Regions from separate parts of the Rattus norvegicus genome. Here regions 2 and 3 are each linked to region 1. The links are chromatin contacts, called in public Hi-C maps. All regions are on one chromosome and are shown on one strand. Each heading gives the region's core, a stretch centred on a gene start, on an enhancer-like site or on the middle of the called end of the contact. The rest is flanking DNA. Distances are from core to core; before and after follow the strand shown. Region 1 has its middle 85 kb from the start of Bcas1. Region 2 holds the start of Zfp217 (zinc finger protein 217). Region 3 has its middle 100 kb from the start of Zfp217.

The links. A called contact is a pair of places that touch in the nucleus more often than the background predicts.
Region 2: a contact with region 1 is called in a Hi-C map of frontal cortex, with 5 times the contacts expected there. The contact joins the promoter of Zfp217 here to the enhancer-like site in region 1. A contact is called at or near these places in 7 of 12 Hi-C or Micro-C datasets (the Rat2 cell line, Schwann cells, frontal cortex and 3 more) and 1 of 1 datasets of contacts at active chromatin or transcription factors (oligodendrocytes).
Region 3: a Hi-C map of the Rat2 cell line shows a contact between it and region 1, with 5 times the contacts expected there. The contact joins two enhancer-like sites. A contact is called at or near these places in 2 of 12 Hi-C or Micro-C datasets (the Rat2 cell line and Schwann cells).

The regions. Positions count from the first base shown.
Region 1 is chr3:179,550,963-179,554,007 of GRCr8, forward strand. No RefSeq gene overlaps it. Among named protein-coding and RNA genes, the nearest start is that of Bcas1, 85 kb to the right of the region's middle. Within about 2 kb of position 1,574, at least 8 of the 93 cell types and tissues checked have an H3K27ac peak or open chromatin away from gene starts, as enhancers often do.
Region 2 is chr3:179,320,254-179,323,298 of GRCr8, forward strand. Zfp217 (zinc finger protein 217) reads right to left here and starts at 1,440. Exons shown (of 5, transcript NM_001107813.1): 1 at 54-1,440. The coding sequence starts at 1,440.
Region 3 is chr3:179,420,841-179,423,885 of GRCr8, forward strand. No RefSeq gene overlaps it. Among named protein-coding and RNA genes, the nearest start is that of Zfp217, 100 kb to the left of the region's middle. Within about 2 kb of position 1,546, at least 35 of the 93 cell types and tissues checked have an H3K27ac peak or open chromatin away from gene starts, as enhancers often do.

The DNA of each region.
Region 1 (3,045 bases), core at 324-2,823:
TACAAGGTGGGGGACAGATAGGAACAGAAATCCCATCTGGGTCCTCTTTGGAGGGTTGTGGGGATCGTAGACAGCAACTGGCCTGCCCGGTTTCTCTCAAGCCTTCCCGTGTTCTCTTGGCGAAACTTGACAGTATTCTAGAAGTTAATCAACAGACAGGCTCTTGGTTCAATTTCCTGGGTAGGCCAAAGCCGCTTGGTCAGCCTGCAGAACCCAGTTCCTGGGCGCCCCCATATGGTCGGATTATATAAAAGGCGCTTGAATGACATTTGTCACTCTCAAGACGTGAGATCCTTCAAAGGCAATAGTTGCCAGCTGGGGCCATTTTGTCAGGAAGCACCTATTTGGAAATCTGAAACTAATGCATACAGATTCCTGCCAATCAGCTCCTAAGGAAGTGTAAGGAAGCACTTAAATTCAGTGCAGGGGGCGGGGGACGAAGCGTGGAGGGGGCGGGGGACACAGCTGTAAATTGGATAATGCATCAGGAAGGCTGTGCGTGAGATCCTGTCAGGCAGCGTGACCTCTATCCTGGTTTCTGTTAAATCATGTGGTTCGCTTCTGCCTGGCAAGTTAGAGGCCCCAGGGTTTAGAGGAGTGAGAGGTAGCATTATGGGTGGCCATACAGAAGCAAGGAAAAAAAAAAGTCCAACCCGGGAGAAGCGCTCCCTGGCTAGTGTCTGCCTACATTAAAGACTCAATCAATAATCAATGTTTGTTTGGAAGTTGCTTGCTGTCATTTTTTCCCCCTTGTTGCTAACAGGCGGTCATTTTCAGGGGACTCACTTTCCATAGAGTAAACACAGTCCTGACCAGGGACAAACACGGACTCTACACACTGTGCCAAACAGCTTACTTAGGGCTCTGAAGAGGACATAGAGAGTGGTTAAAACCGAGCCCCGCCAGCAGCCCATCCCTAATCTCGGGGTTTGCACCGTGGGAAAGTGGGTAACTGCTGCCCCTTCCCTCTCCTTCCTCCCAGGTAGGTGGGTAGGAGGGATTTTCTCTCCCACTTGTGCTAATGACCATGCTGAAGCCCCTCCACCCTGCAGTGCTGGAAATGGAACACAGGCCTCGTTTGTGCTGGGTCGGTACTGTACCTCTGAGTTACATCTCAAGCTCTGGTTTATAGCTTCAGGCCAAAGACTAGCCTGGGGCTATGGGACAGAAGAGACCACACCTGCATATCCTGGATGGGGGCACCTAGACTTCTTTTGGATCTTTGAGGGGAGCCAGAGGGGTACGGCTTCTTAAATCTAATGAGACCCCTACTGCCCTGTGGGGGCTGTTAGACTGTCCCCCCAGTGTATCTGGACTGTTTACATGATGCTTGGAGGTAGGGATTGGAGGGGGAGGGGGAGAGGAGAGACGAGAGGAAGGTAGGGGGAGAGAGAGAGAAATATACCTGTGTTTAACGAGCTACAAGCTACAAACAAAACCAGTATTCTCTCTGGCTTTCTCTTTCCCCTCCCAGCTTTTGGCAGCTCTCAGGGTTTGTGGCTCATTCCCCAGAGGATGAATCCAGGAGTGGCCTCAGGCTGCTGGGAACAACTGCTCCTTTGAGTGAATTCTCTTATGGATATGAGGCAAACAGTTTCTGTCACCAGGAACTGGAAGGCATCCTTGGGAATGTGCATGCATGTGTGTGCACATGAGTGTGTGTGGGGTGTGTGTGTGTGTGTGTGTGTGTGTGTGTGTATGTGTGTGTAACTTGCACGCACAATGCCGGACATTTCGTCTCACTAGCTCCATTCTTGGAAAAGACACGTCTTCTTGGCAAGGGAGAGGAGACACTTCCCTGAGCACCTACAAATAAATCAGCGAATCGTTAAAGACTCATGGTGACAATCGGGCACCTTTGTCCCTCTCCTCCCGCACGTCTTAATTTGAATTTCTTTGGGGACAGTATTCCAGAATGTTTTGCTGCCTGTCAGGTTTGCTCCTCACTCGACCTGCCAGAGGTTGGTTGGGCTCTGTGGGGCCCAGCTTTCAGCCCCTAACCCCTCTGACTCCCGTGGACTTTCTGTGCGGATTTGGGGAGTGTCTTGCTGGGGCAGTTAGTGAAGGCGGCATCAGAGACAGGATTGCGACTGAAAACACACAACTTTCGCACGAAAGCGCAAAACTTGCTTCTTAAAACTACAGCTGGGTTTAGGGTCCCTGCAATGAATCATTGAGTTTGTGGCTTAAATTTCCTGGCCTCAACAAAAACAAAAGCAAAACCACAATTTTGTTAAGCGCACCCACTTTTTTTGCCCAGGAGGGGTTAGGACCAGGAATAAAAGCCCGGGAGGGGCTTTGCAGGGCTTCTCTCAGAGAGCCCCTCCCCCACCCCAACCTGTGTTTGCCTTCCGGAAGCGGGAGGGTGTTATTGCCTGGTGGCCCGAGTCAGTCACTCCCCACTGCTTCTGCACCTCCCTATCCTGCCTGGAAACTTCTCTCATCTCAGCCGAAGGAGCTGGTGCCCTGTAAGGTGAAACTGGCCAACTTCCTCTACACACCGCGCTGGCCCAGAGGCTGGCAAAAGGTCACAGCAGGCGTCGCCCCCAGGGCTTTGCAGACAAAGGAACTGTCAGCAGGCTGGTCTCATTGGTGGCGACTTGGTGGGACTGGGTAGTGTGGCCACTTCTTCTAGTTTTCCCAAGGTGCTTTTAACACTCCACCCCCAATCTTTCCAGCAAAACCTTCTAGCACGGAATGACACGGAGCGGAGCACGGGACATGGGGGCTCTGAACCCAGCAAGGAACACACAGTGATTTCCAAATCAGGTCCTGAGGACCCAGGAAGCAAGTTTAGCTTAAAGGAAGCCACTTCTGGTCTGTATTTGAACCCTAGAATGCAGTCAGCGAGCTGGCAGGCAGGCCACATGGCTATACCGCCTTTCTTCCTCCACATGTGGGGGCTTACAGACATGGCTGTGCTGTGGCTACATTACCAATTTCCCAATCTGTTCTAGGTGTGGCTCCTGTGCTCTCATCCGTGCTAGGACAAGATATTCAATAAACATTTCTGACCCCTGTGATAGTTCTCATGTGGGGGGAGGG
Region 2 (3,045 bases), core at 190-2,689, 230 kb before region 1:
GGCACCTGGAGTCCCTGCAGCAAACACCGCCCAGGAGGCAGCAGAGTACTCACCCAAATGGAGCCCTTCAGGGAGCCCATCCTCAGACCCATCTTCAGAGCCTCCTTCTCGGTCCCCGGCCCCACTCTCTTCCAGAGTGGTGCGGAGTTCTGGGGAGCAGGTCCCAGGCTGCCTGGCATCCCCAGCCATGGTGGGTGATGGGGCATCAGCCCTCCTGTCCTTTCTGTGCACCCTCGAGTGCAGGACCAGCTGGTGGTATGTCCTGAACGCTTTACTGCACTCCGAACAGTGTGTGGGCTTCTCCTTGCTGCCGGGCAACTTGGAGTCAGCGTCCCCTGAAGGCACTTCACTGTTACCATGTCTAGACTTATCTTTGTCTTGGGAGAGACCTGAACAACTGCTTCTATTTGTCTTGGACTTTCCAGAACCTTCCACCTTACCCCCAACCCATATTTCTCCAAGTTCCTCTTTCTCTGAACACGAATCATCGTTGTCCGTGCTTCCTTCTTGGCCTGACTCTTTCACCTCTTCTTGGGCAACGGCCACTTTGCCTTTGGTAGCCAACTGCCATGCCTGGTAGGTGGTGAATGGGTCAAGCTGAGGTATAGAGGTCATGGGCTTCACTGTACTCTCTGCAGTTGATCTGGGTCTCAAGTTCAAAAACTGCAGCAGCTCTTCCCTCGGGGATGTGGGTTCCTCTTGGTGGCCATCAGGGGCTGTGCTGCTGGCACTAGGAACAGTTTCTTTGGCATGAACCTTGCTGTGCTCAATGAGGCTCTGCTTATTTGGGAAGAGGAAGCCACAGACCATGCAGATCTTGTAGGGAGTGGAGATGTTCCCAGGGGCATGTGCCTGGACCACATCGTTGATGGTGACTGGACTCTCCGTGCCCTGCTGCAGCTTGCTTCTGGTGCCAGACTTGCCATTGTGTGTCCGCATGTGGTTCTTCAGGAACCACGGCTCCTTGAATCTCCTCCCGCACATGCTGCACCCATACGTGAAGGAGTCCTTATGTTTCTTCATGTGGCTCTCAACATCAAAAGCCACTGGGAATGTCTGTCCGCATACATCACAGCTCAGCTCTTCCATTTCTTTGCTGCTCTTCTCCTTTGGTGGTTCCGTGGGCACCTGACCTTTGTCCAGGGGGCTTAAATACTCGGCCTCCACACGCAGCACAGCCGGCTCACAGAGGGTGGGCCGGTGCTGCAGGAGCACATGCTGATTGAGATCTTCCGCGTGAGAGAAGACCTGGCTGCAGAACATGCAGTCCAGGGGCATGTGTCCCTCAGCTGTGGCCAAGCTCTTCTCCTGCGCAGCTCGGAAGGGGACCACAGCCGGTCCCTTCATGGGCACAGCATCATCCACCTCCATCTGGGTACCTAGAGAACTGCCAAGGACTTCCGGCCCGTCCATGTACACGAGGAGGGATTGCGTCGGCATGCTGCCGGCCACTTCAGGTCTGAGTGGATGGACGATCCAGCTGTCTGCTAAGGATCTCTGGAGTTAGAATAAGGACACTTGTGAGATATCACCACTCAAACCTCCAGAAGCCCTGGGCGTCAAAATTAGAGCAACTCTAAGTTCAGAGGGATGTGTATATTCCAGAGCTTGGGGGAAGCTCAGTGATAGAGGTGGGTCTTTGCACAAACAAGGCATCCAGGCTGCCCTGGGCTGTGATTCAGACGTGAGTCAGCATGAGGGCAACAGTTCTGTCCATCTCCACTGGGTGAGTGGCTCAGTTGAGCAAGACGTTGATCCCGGCAATGTGAAGACAAGGGACTTCCAAAATCTGAAAGGAAAAAACACGCCTCAGTGAAGAAGGCTCAGGAACAGGGTTTGGCCCATGAGTCACATGATCTTTTCCACAAAAAGGGACCCAACTGCCTACCCTTTGACTAATCCATAACATCCTGCTGAACATGCTTCTTAATTTCCTCACTAGCACACTTCCCAGTGGGTAGACTTACTAAGTGAGCAGAACTGCAGCCAGTCAGGAGACCTTTAAGCCAGAGCTCTGCCTACTGAAATATAAATGCCAAGTGTGAACAGGAAACGGCAACGACAGGCTGGCCAGCCTGGGCTACATAGTGAGGTCAAAGCAAGCCTTGTCAACGTACACAACGTACAACCGTCTCAAAAACGGACAGGCCAAGACAGCTTTAGGATAAAATTGTCACAACTCTGCTGTCTCAGTCAGATGCCCCCAAGATGCATGCGTGTCTCCTACAGTGACTACAGGAGTTTGCAAAAGCACAAACATGGCAAAGCACAAACGCATGCCTGCAATCTCAGCACTCACGAGGAGGAGGCAGCTGGAGCTGAAATTTCAAAGCTAGCCTGGTCTACATAGCCAGAGCTACGAGTCCTTGTCTCAAAAGAAAGAAGTTACGAAAATGGATCTAACAAAATGAGACTGGTCCAAAGCCTCAGCAGACTCAGGAACTTTTCCTTGCATTAGGTCCTTGGCCCAGGACCCTGAGGTTTCGGGTACCAGATGCTGCCAGGCAGGGTTGGGTTTCAAAGGGTCAACGACCTACCAGATGCAGAGGCCACTGACTTCCCCGTGTCCACATTTCTTTCTAACAGGCCTCCTCGGACCTAACTCTGTATGGCTCATTCCTCCTTCACAAAATCCACTTCCTACCTGTCTGTCTCCACCTTCCACTGGCCAGGGAGAAGGGAGTGGCTTAGCTACTCTGTGGACTCTGATTTCCACTCTTGAAGATTTAATCCCTAAAAACCTCAGTGTCCTTCACAGCACAGAGAGGGTTTATTTGAAATAGTCCTGCCTCTTTCTTCTACAAAGTTTTTGAATTTGGCCCAAGGAAACATAAAGGCACCAGAGCACCTGCTACAGTACTCTTTCTTCCTCCTCTCTGCACCCCACCCGCCCCACAGCAGTCATGAAGCTGGCTCGTCCCCTTCTACCGGGGAAGCAGCTGTGAGAGACTGCAGAGCAGACTGGCAAGGAGCAAGCTGCTGGCTGTGCTACACTGGAGCCTCTGCCTTCGCTGCTATCACAATGGAGGACGAGGACCTGGAGTG
Region 3 (3,045 bases), core at 296-2,795, 130 kb before region 1:
TTGGTCACTGTGCTTTATCACAGTAACAGAAACTTTGTCTAAGTCATTCCCTCAGTCACATTTGTCAGGGTATCTTGTCAGAACAGCAGCAGATAAAACCAGGAGAATACATACATACATACATACATACATACATACATACATACATACATACATATGATTGTGAATAGAGGATCGTGTATGCCTTTAAGTCACAGAATTACAACCTGGAAGTCAATACAAGCCAGCATGGGGAAGCAGGTCTCTGGTAATTCCTGCCTGCCTGAGAATCTGTCATGTGAATATTTTACCCACTAGTCTTCATTTCCTCCTTCCCTCCTCTTGCCCTCCTCCTCATCTTCTTCCTCCTCATCTTCTTCCTCCTCCTCTTCCTTTTCCTCCTCCTCCTCATCTTCCTCCTCTTCTTTTTCTCCTTTTCCTCCTCTTCTTCCTCCCTTTCCTCCTCCTCCTCCCCTTGTTTCCTTCTCTCCCTCCTAACCTTTCTTTCTTTTTTTTTTTTTTTTCTTTTTTTTCGGAGCTGGGGACCGAACCCAGGGCCTTGCGTTTGCTAGGCAAGTGCTCTACCGCTGAGCTAAATCCCCAACCCCCCTCCTAGCCTTTCTTACGCGCTTTCTCTTTTTATTACATTGCTTGGCTCTGTGTGTGTGTGTGTGTGTGTGTGTGTGTGTGTGTGTGTGTGTGTATGTGTGTGAACACGGGCGTGGTCCTGCCCTGCCGTGGCACATGTGTGGAGGCAAAAGAGGCTTGCAGAATGCAGACGCATGCATCCTAAATGGCCTCTTTCTGTATCTCGGTTGACGGTTGCCCGCTCTCCTTTAAGACACGGTCATCCAGCAGGATGTGACAAATATCCTCCCTTATTCTCTATACACTCACCTCGAGCTGCGAGAGCTGAATAAAGACACGCCCCCAATTTTAAAATTTCCAGACATGAGAGCACGTGTAGCCTTACTCTCTCTCGGTGGCCTCAAACCTTCCACCACCCCCACCCCCACACGGTCAACACTGCCCTCTGTCAGTGCTGGACTGTGACTACCACGACCTCCTCACTTCTTAGTCAGAGAAAGTGCTAAAATCCCCCCATTATTTATTGATTCCCCAGCAGAGGGATAGGGTCCTTAAACCTAATTATGTGCCGAGTGGCCGAGATGTTGGCAGAATGGTAAACTCCTTTGGCTAACGCCAGGCATATGTTGGAGGGATTCAGCTAGCTCACATATCTGTCTGTACTGTTAATAGAGTAGGTTACACGCCAATTACCCAGGCATCTATCAACCGGGCAGAGTACAATGGACGCAGTGTTCACACAGGGGATGGGTACATTCCTTCTCTGCATCCGGAGCATCTGGGCCAGATAAAGACCACTGGGCTTCCAGATCTAGGAGTGCGCTGGGACGGAGCCCAGTTTGCCCCTTCTTCAAATTCCTGCCGGCTTCTTTCACCTGGAGTCTTCGAAGGCGGGGGAGGGGAGTTGCAGCTCACTAGTGTTCAGTCATCTGCTCAGACTTGCTGGCTGTCTGGGTGGAGGTGCGGAGGAAGAAGAGAGAAACAAACCACAGACAGTCTCAGTGACAGAAGACACAATAACAGGAGAGGGTAAATAGATTCCAATAAAGAGAGAGCCCGCACGTGCTCTGGTGCCGGTTTTAGATAGCCATCAGTCTAGGCTATCTTTTCCCTAAGAGTTTGTCCTTGTGCGGGAGAGAGCCCGCCTCTGCTCTGTTCCTTTTGATGATTCTTTTTCGTTCCCTCTCGCTCTGACGCAGAAAGGTGGGTTGGAAATCTTGCAGTATCATCAGAAAAAAAAAATGTTGCTTCTGGTGGTATTTTTAACCGAGCACGGAAGCCGTAATGTCTAGAACCTGGATAGAGAAAGCCTCGGCTCTCTTTTCAGCCTATCCTCCAAAGTGGCTGGCAGGGAGCAGCGCACGAGAGACAGGAGTCAAAATGGCAGATGTTGGAGGCTCGGGGTTGGGGATGGGGGCGGGAGGCTGATAATCTGAGGCTCGCCGGGGAGTTCTCCCACGATTCCCATTCACCCTACTTCTCAGAGCCCGGCATGAATCAGTTGCTGTCCACTTGCCTAAAACTCCACCGCCAAGTCCCAGTGCAGCAATAAACAAACAACAAAACCTCGTGGGTCCTAGGACCAGCCTCGCAGGGTTGCCTTGGTACTCTGCCGGCCGGCCTCCTTTTTTAAAAATTACCCACAGGTATTAAACAGGCAGATACAGCATGATTGCCTGCATTTGTGTGTTATTTTAGTGGCGTGTCTTCTCCCTCGATCTCCCCGAGGAAAATACAGTAATTAACTCCATGCAGAAGGGGGAGGGGATCTCTCTCTCTCTCTCTCTCTCTCTCTCTCTCTCTCTCTCTCTCTCTCTCCCTCTCTCCCTCTCTCCCTCTCTCCCTCTCTCCCTCCCTCCCTCCCTCCTCCCTCCTGTGTTTTTCCCCCTCCTTAGGCTTGAAAGGAGATTCTAGCAGATAATTTGGCCGAACATGAAAAGGGAGACTCCGCTCACTGCCGCCGGAATAAAGTGCTAGGTTGGTGAAGCTCTGAGGGCCGAGCTGGTTATTTCCTGACATGAAAAGCAGACATTTATCTGTTCCCATGGAGATGCAATTTCTACTAGTCAATCAGGCCCAGGGGAGGTCAGACAATAGCCAGTGGGTCCTTTTTCCATCTTGAGAGACACTCGATTCCGGCTGTATTTGAGTATTCTACCTAAACTTACAGGCACCTAAAATGATTCCTCAGAAATACCTGTAAACTAAACTATGACAATTTCAAGCGATCAAAACGGACTGGGAATTCCTGGTTCCCCAGGGAAGTTGGGGTGTAGCATGTCCCGTATCGTGTCCACCCCCTCACTTCCCCCCACCCGCCTTCGAGTTTCAAATCCTCCAGCTAGTATGTCACAATCACTCTCTGCATAAATTTGGTTTCCAAACTTGACCGCAGCCTCCCGGATAAAACAGTGAATGAAGAGATGAATTAAGAATTGAACTCCCCCCCACCCCCCAAGCACAGTTTGGGGGCAAGAA